Linked DNA regions of Sus scrofa: region 2 is linked to region 1. Evidence: chromatin contacts called from public Hi-C data. All regions are on one chromosome and are shown on one strand. Each heading gives the region's core, a stretch centred on a gene start, on an enhancer-like site or on the middle of the called end of the contact. The rest is flanking DNA. Distances are from core to core; before and after follow the strand shown. Region 1 holds the start of MYH10 (myosin-10). Region 2 has its middle 31 kb from the start of CCDC42.

What was found. Hi-C and Micro-C count contacts between places; a contact is called where the count stands out from the background.
Region 2: a contact with region 1 is called in a Hi-C map of skeletal muscle, with 9 times the contacts expected there. The contact joins the enhancer-like site here to the promoter of MYH10 in region 1. A contact is called at or near these places in 1 of 5 promoter capture datasets (fetal liver) and 3 of 47 Hi-C or Micro-C datasets (embryonic fibroblasts, heart right ventricle and skeletal muscle).

The regions. Positions count from the first base shown.
Region 1 is chr12:53,778,915-53,782,805 of Sscrofa11.1, forward strand. It overlaps MYH10 (myosin-10), which reads right to left and starts at 2,638. Exons shown (of 44, transcript XM_021067863.1): 1 at 2,242-2,638. The coding sequence starts at 2,300.
Region 2 is chr12:53,851,102-53,854,899 of Sscrofa11.1, forward strand. No RefSeq gene overlaps it. Among named protein-coding and RNA genes, the nearest start is that of CCDC42, 31 kb to the right of the region's middle. Within about 2 kb of position 2,475, at least 21 of the 83 cell types and tissues checked have an H3K27ac peak or open chromatin away from gene starts, as enhancers often do. A contact at or near this core is called in fetal liver and skeletal muscle, where this site is marked.

The DNA.
Region 1 (3,891 bases), core at 1,388-3,887:
TGAGATTCATGGCCCACGCCATCTCTCAGTTAATGTCTGTGTACTGTGTTAGCTATTTCTCAAACACGGAGCCAGCACCAAGCATTTCTATTCTTCCTATAGGACAACAAAGTCCACCCTCCGCCGCCGAAGCCTACATCCTTTCACCACACCACGTGCCCTTCAAAATTTCTTCCATCTCACCTTCCAGCCAGCGGGTCTCTGCTGACATGATTTCCCTGAGGAGCGCAAATAAAAAGCCAAGCTCTGGGGTCACATCCCTTTGCTGCGAAAGCTGCTGCTAGAGCACACAATTACACCATATGCTTTCTCCAGATAAGGATGGGGAAGAACGGAATTTCAGATGCAGAAGTGAGGAGATGCATAAAATGGCCACTTTTCCAGAATCCCTGACAGCCAGGGCATACTTAAACATCAAAAGCACTGCGACTAACAGAGCCCTTAATAAGGGCGGATTGATGAAAGAAATAACACAATAGATAGATTAAAGTTTGCCAGAGTGAGATACTCTCCAGAATAATTAAGCCTGACTCAAAGAATGCTCAGTTTCAATATTAAAAAGCAAAATCTCAGCAAAGCTGAAGTATTATATTTAGTATTATATTATTCAGCGAAAACAGCAGTCTTTGTTTCATGTGCAGTCTGGATGCACCCCGCCTGCCTTCCCCTACCCCACCCCACCCCACCCCCCTTGCATCAACCGCAGTGATCTCCAAGGGAGCTGCAGAGGCCCCAAGGAACAGAGATAACGGTCATAGTCAGAGGCCACGTTACCCAAAACTCACCAGCTGAGCCCAGACCCGCCGAATCGCCAACCTCCTTCCTAAGGCCCCAGTTCCCAGGCAGGCCGGGCTGGGGGCCTCCCGGGTCCCCGGGCCGCATCCGCCTACCGCTGGCCCACAAAGCCCCCGCGGACGCCGGGACTCTGTGCCTTCAACTTCCCTCCGACCCCATTCCAGGCCGATTTTACGGGATCAGGGTGTGACCCCCCCCAACTGTAGGAGGCAAGGAAGCGACTCTGCGGCGAGCCTTGCCCAGATCACTTACACAATAAAGGGATCCCGAGGCGAGGGCTGACCCTCCCCCCCGCCGCCCTGCTGCAGCGCGCCCCCGCCACATTTCCCGCCTCGCCCCCCCAAACCGCCCGGGCCTGGCCGGGCGTCCACTCCCGGCCCCCGCCGGCCCCGGAGCGCCTGGTAAGACGCCCCCACCCTCCCTCCCTACTCCCCCGGGACCAGCGGAGCCCGACCCTTCCCACGCCGGCGGCAGGCAGCTCAGACCCTCACCCTCCGCGCGCTTCCCCGGCAGTGCGCAACCCTGCCCTCCGGTCCCTCCACCACCAGGTCCCGGCGCTGCCCGCCTTCCGAGCCCTCGGCGAGCCCCTCTCCGCACTCGGGGTGCCGGACCCGGCCTCACCCACCCAGCAACCCACCAGGGGTCCTTCCCGTCCGGCGCCCCCACCCCCACCCCCACCCGGGATGGCGCTTTCCAGCCCGCCCCAGGATCCCTCCCCTCCTGGGAGGCAGGCACAGACTCGCTGGACCCTCCGGGACCCCCACGAGGGCAACGAGTCTCCCCAACCCCACGTCCCACGGATCCCGCACGCCGAGTACCAGGTCCGCACATGCCCACCTCTAGAGCTCCATCCCCAGGGGTCATCTTCCCGCACACCCAGGCCTTGATCCCTGCATGGGTCTCACTCTCCAGGACCTCATTCGCCGACCCTCCAGGGGTCTCTCCACCCACTGGGGTCCCGTCAGTCACCCCCAAGGTCCTTCCTCGCACGAATCTACCGCCCCCGCAGCACAAGCCCTCCGCCCAGAGCCCCTTCCATCTTCCCCAGCTCCGGCTGCCGCTCCGTCCCTGCCCTCCACAGTGGCCCGGGCCCTCAGCCCGGGATCCTTCCCTCTCCTACAAGCCGTCCGCAGGTCCCCGGCTGCCGCACTCGGACCCGGGCAGCCGCACCTCTCACCTTCAGCCGAAGATGGTGGCTCCGGCGCACGTCCCCAGCCGCGACCACGGATCCGGCGCCTCAGTCCCAAACCCACCGCTGCCTCCGCCGGGCTCCTTTAGCACTGCTGCTCCGGGCTGCCCCACCCACTCCCACCCTCATTGGGCCAGCTCCACGCCCGTCACCACCGCCCCCAGACCCACTGGTCGGTTTGAGCGCCCATCTCCAAGGGAAGACGTTAGCAACCCGAACGAAGCTACCTTCCCCCGAGCTCCACTCCCTCCACCCACCTGAAATGTTGCTCATTGGCTCCCGCTCCCGGCCCGGGCCGCCGGGGCCCCCATCTCATAGGCTGCGACGCACGCCCGTCAGAGATTCCGGGAGGTGCGGCCGGGGCAATCGCGGGCGATTGGCTGGCTCGGTCGGAGATGGACAGCTGAGGCCGGCTGGGCGCCCAGCTATCCCTCCGGGCAGCGGGTGCGGACCCCGCAGCGGCCTCGGCTGTGCGGACTGCCGGGCAGGTGTGCGGCGGCAGGAGCCGGTGTTCCGCCTAGACGCGCCTCGCCCTGGCGTCAGGCCGCCGCGGCAGCCCTCTCGAGCGCCTCGCCGCCTCCTCTGCCTGTCGCAGCCGCCGTGCCCCGCAGCCGCACCGGCTTCCACCGCGGAGTCGCGGGCCCCCGGAGGCTGCCTGCAGGGGCGGGGCCGGAGCGCGGTCCAGAGGCCTGACGTCACCCCCGGGGCTGCAGGGGGCGGGGGCCGCGGCTCTGCGGCTCACCTGCAGTGGGGGAGGGGAGGCCGGGCTCGGGGTGCAGCTCTGCCCATGCGCACCGGCCCTGCAGCGGCCCGGGCTGCAGTCCGCGCTCCGGCCACTGTCGCGACCCCGGACCCGAGCTGACCCTGCCCGGCCCGCTGAGCGGCGGGCGCCGGACGGCTTCCTCCGCCGCTGCGGTTTTGGAGTTTGAGAGCGCAGGGGCCTCCCTACCCGGCCTCCTGGCTGGGCTGAGATTCCAGAACATTGAGAAGCGAACCCGCCTTGGAGAGAGAGGACTTGGGAGAAGGACTTCGCCTCATTCGTTCGTTCGTTCGTTCGTTCATTAATTCGAGTGCCCTACTTGAAGGGCTATGGCGAGGTTCTGCAGGGCTGTCTTATGCCCCAGGGCCTATTAATTTTCCTAAAGGAAAAAAGAAAGGACGCCAAAGGACACAAAATAAGGAAAGGAAACCAGAAAAATCAAAGTTAATAAAGAGTTAATGAAATGGCCGCACTATCGAGTCAACTGCAACACAACTGTTAAATAATTGTATATAAATAAAGTTTAAGTCACCAGAATAAAGTGATTTATTACAAAAACTGAAAATTAAAATCTTTTCAGAAAATATTCACAGCAAGATGCAGTTATTTCTTGTTAGATATGGGTGCCTTTTAATACTTATGATGTGATGTAAGTGGCAAGCCTAGGAAATATCCAGTCAGTTGAAAAATGAATAAAGCGAAAAACAAAACAAGGCAGGAAATGATAAGGAGGGGTTGGTGGAATTCAGAGAAGTTCCAAGGCAGCTGAGTGCAGAGTCTTTCCTGGGGAAGTCCACCTCAGGCCCTGTATTGTCCTTTGTCCTCGTGCATCTGGTCTCCCACCCCCACCTGAGTGCTGCAGTGAGCTGCCCCTTGTCCAGGTGTCTTGTGACTTGGCTCCACAAAGAAGTCTGTCCTTCTTAACACAGCCTGGACATGAGCACAAGTTAACTGTACATAGCATGTAATGGTATTCCTCTTCTGAATTCAAAAACAAAACAAAACAAAAACGAAATGCTTTTTAGAGAAGACCAAACACTCCACCTCAAACGCCTGAGTCTCAGCTTTGCCAGCCACCGAAGTCATTTCTGAATGCAGTGTTGCATGCAGAGAGCTTTCAAACACAAACAGCCACCAAGTCCGTGGT
Region 2 (3,798 bases), core at 1,225-3,724, 72 kb after region 1:
TTTCTTTTTTTTGTTTTTGTTTTTGGCCACGCCTGAGGCAGGTAGAAATTCCCAGGCCAGGGATGGCACCCATGCCAGAGCAGCAACCTGAGCCGTGGCAGTGACCATGCCAGATCCTTAAACCGCTGAGCCACCAGGGAACTCCAGAAAAGGGTGTCTTAAAGGGACATGTGAGTAGTGCCCCCGCTCCAGAGCCACACCAAGCCCTCCTCAACCAGGTCACACTCCTGTGGTACCTACGGTCACAGAACCATGTTCCTTTGCTTCAGAGAACTCACTTCTGTCGTCACTGCACCCTTGGGAGCTTTCTGTATGTACCTGGCCCGTATCTCCTGGAGAAGAGGGACCTCGAACTTGTTCACCATGTGTTCCCACGCACAGCAGCGTGTTCAGCACGTGCTCTTTAGAGAAAGGAGAGGATGAACGAGGGGCGAGAACTCTGGTGCTCAGAATCCCCTGGCAGCAGCCAGGCCACCTGGGGGCTGTCACTGACCACCTGAAATCAGTGATGCCAACCAGGGAACTGGGTGGTCCAGTCTGCATGGCACAACGGATTCTTCTAGAATGGGCATCTCTGAATTGCTCTAAGTCTTCGTGAGGAGCAGCAGAGATGTCTGAGTCCCCCTGCCCCCCATGAATTGTCCCCAGGAAGCAGCAAGGGCCCCTGTAGCTGAGGCTTTCATATACCCATAACATGTCTCCTTGCTGTCCCCAGAAAGCTGCCCTTTGGTCTTCCCAAGGTGCTTCAGCAGGGACAAAGGCAGCCACTCAGGTCCAGTAACGTGGGGTGGAAATATGGTCTCGTGTTAGGGACACGGCTGCAGATTCAGACCCCAGCTGGCCCAGCTGTGGGACTCTGGGCAAATCACTGAACCTCTCCCAGCCTCATCTGCTCACCAGTGACATGGAAATCACCCAAGGACAAAGATGAAGGCTGTCCTGAAGGGGAAGCCAAATGTCTGCAGGGGTGCTCTGAGTTCAAGGCTCTGAGAAGTCCTGCTGTAAAGGAACCCAGCCTTCCCCAAACTTCCTGGACAACGGATTGGCAAAAGGCCAAGGTCACATTGGATCCGTGCTCCACGGCGAGCAATTCGGGAAACACAGCCCTAGACAATTTAGCTTTTATCTCTAGAGCTCTGTGGATCGTCTGGACGATCACAGATGAGATCGGATGGCCTTGGCCTCTTGCAGAATCGTTCTGAGTCAAGGTGGGGTGGGGGATGTGCATGTCTCTGGATTTCAGCAAGGGATGCTAGAACTCTGGTCTATTTCAGGACCGTCGCTCTACAGGGATATCTGGGGGACACTGCGTGACACTCTTCTCTTTCATGCTAAAAGGACACTTTTCCCCTGGTAAAAATGGGTCATGGTCAGAGAGGCATGGCGTGTTTTTAGAGTAGGGGGGCGCCCTAAGGTTAGCGGCCCACTCATTCCGCTCTTCGTTTTGGAGACGGGCAAACAGGCTGGGCTGGACAGTCAAGTGACCAGCCCAAGGTCATAGTGAAGTGAGGGGCAGGGCCCAGAGCCGGGAACTCAGTGGGATGAAAGTTCCTTGGGCACAGGAAGGACCCCCCCGGGGGGGGGGAGTGGGGTCTTCCCCGGACTCTTGACTCCTTCTCCCAACATGGATTCATGGAAGGAGGTGAGAGGAAGGCTCATGGCCGAGGGTCAGAGGTTAACAGGCCTGAATCCAGATGGCCAGCAGCTGGGCCCAGGCACAGAGACGGCCTGCTTCCTCCCTTTCCTGGGGATGCTGGGGACGAGAAGGCAGGGAAGGAACTTGCCGTGGATGGAAAGGAGACCAAAGAATTTGGAGGGGGCCCAAGGGCCCCAGCTCTCAGAAAGGCAGGGGGAAACGTCTTCTCCTGCGCGAGAACGTTCTTTACAAAGACAGGGCCGAGACGTCGGGGAGACGGGTGGGCTCTGGCTGACATTTCTTGGCGGTGACCGACCATACCAAAGCATGTTTCTAAGACAACTCGAGACCCAAATAGGAACAACGTCCATGGTGATAAGAAGTGGCTGTCGCAGGCCGGGCCAAGGCAGACACGTTGAGCTCAAAGATCAGGCGTTTTGAGGCCAGGGCTAAATTTAGTGTCCAATTTTGGAGGAAGCCAAAATGAGCTCTCCCTGCATGAAGTGTGTCAGAGTAAATGATACTGATCCCAGGAGCAGCTAGCACGGAGGGGGTGGGGAGCTGCCTCGCAGCCGGAGATCAACCAGGCTCAGAAACACACAAAAAAATCTTGTGTCTTTTCAAACTAAGAGCTTTGCTCTTCCCTGCTGCTTTTTAAAAAATGTATTCCTCAGGAAGTCCCTCAAAGCAACTCAGCAACTTCAGCCTCCACTCACTCTCCACCTCTCTCCCCATCACTGGGCTCCTGGAAAGAGGGCGGGTCCCCCTCGAGGGCGGGGTTTTGTGGGTCCAAGGCATCTCCCCATTGGACAATCCGTGTGATTGACACCCACGCGCTGCCAATGCCCCACAGCGAAGTCACTGGAGCCCCAACTTCTCTGGTCCCCTCTGTGAACACGCCCCTTGTGCTCAAAGGGACGAGGCGGGGCAAAGACCTGGACTCCCAGGCCCCACCCTTCTCTTGTCCTTTGTCCAGTTTTTTTCGTCTGTAAAATGCCGAGATGCCTAGTTGGGGCAGATGCTCGCCTGTGGGGTTTCCTGCCTTCAGACCCAGTGCTCTGCTCCCAGGTGTGCTCTCCCGATCAGGCCTCCGTCACTCGCAGGAGACCTCACTCATCAGGCTGCCTCCCCTCATCCTGCACTCGCACGGCTGCCTCCGTCTCCCTAAAGCACAGTCCCCATCGAGTCACCTCTGCACGAGATGTTTCCATAGCTGCCCACTGACTCCAGAGTCATGTCCGAACAGTTCAGCCTCGTGTTCAAGGTCAGCCGCCATCTGGCCCCAGTCTACCTGTTTGGCTTCATTCTTTCTTTTTTTATTATTATTTTTAATGTTTTGTTCCCTACACCCACAGCATGTGGAACTTCCCAGGCCAGGGGTCGAACCCTCACCACAGCGGTAACCAGGCTGATACAATGCTAATGCCAGGTGCTTAACCCACTGTGCTACAAGAGAACTCTATTTTTTTTTAATTGCAGCATAGTTGATTTACAATGTTGTGTTCGTTTCAGATGTACAGCAAGTGATTCATATATACATATATTTCAGATTATTTTCTCTTACAGGTTAGTACAAAATATTGAGCAGCGTTCCCTGTGCTACACAGTAGGTCCTTGTGGGTTGTCTATTTTATATGGAGTAGTGTGTATCTGTTAACCCTCAAACTCCTAATTTATCCCTCTCTAGCCCTTTCCCCTTTGGTAATTAGAAGTTTGTTTTCTCTGTCTGTGGGTCTATTTCTGTTCCATATGTAAGTTCATTTGCATCATTTTTTTAGATTCCGCATATGAGATATCATATGATATTTGTCTCTGGCTTACTTCACTTAGTGCAATCATCTCAAGGTCTCTCCATGGTGCAGCCAATGACATTATCTCATTCTTTTTTATGGCCGAGTCGTATTCCATTGTATCTTTATGGCTTCATTCTTGTCTACCTGCTTTATCCATCAAACAGAGCAATGATGCTCCAGGTTCTCCTGTCTCTGGACCCTCGCTCACATGCCTCCTTCTATCTAAAACGTCCCCCACACTCCTGCATGCCTGGCCTTTACCCTGCTGAGCCCCCACAGTCTAACTGTTAGCTGTACGACTGTGAGCAAGTTATTTACATCCTGTGTCGGCATGAGATGGTTTCCAAAGACAGCCTCAGCGATTCCTTC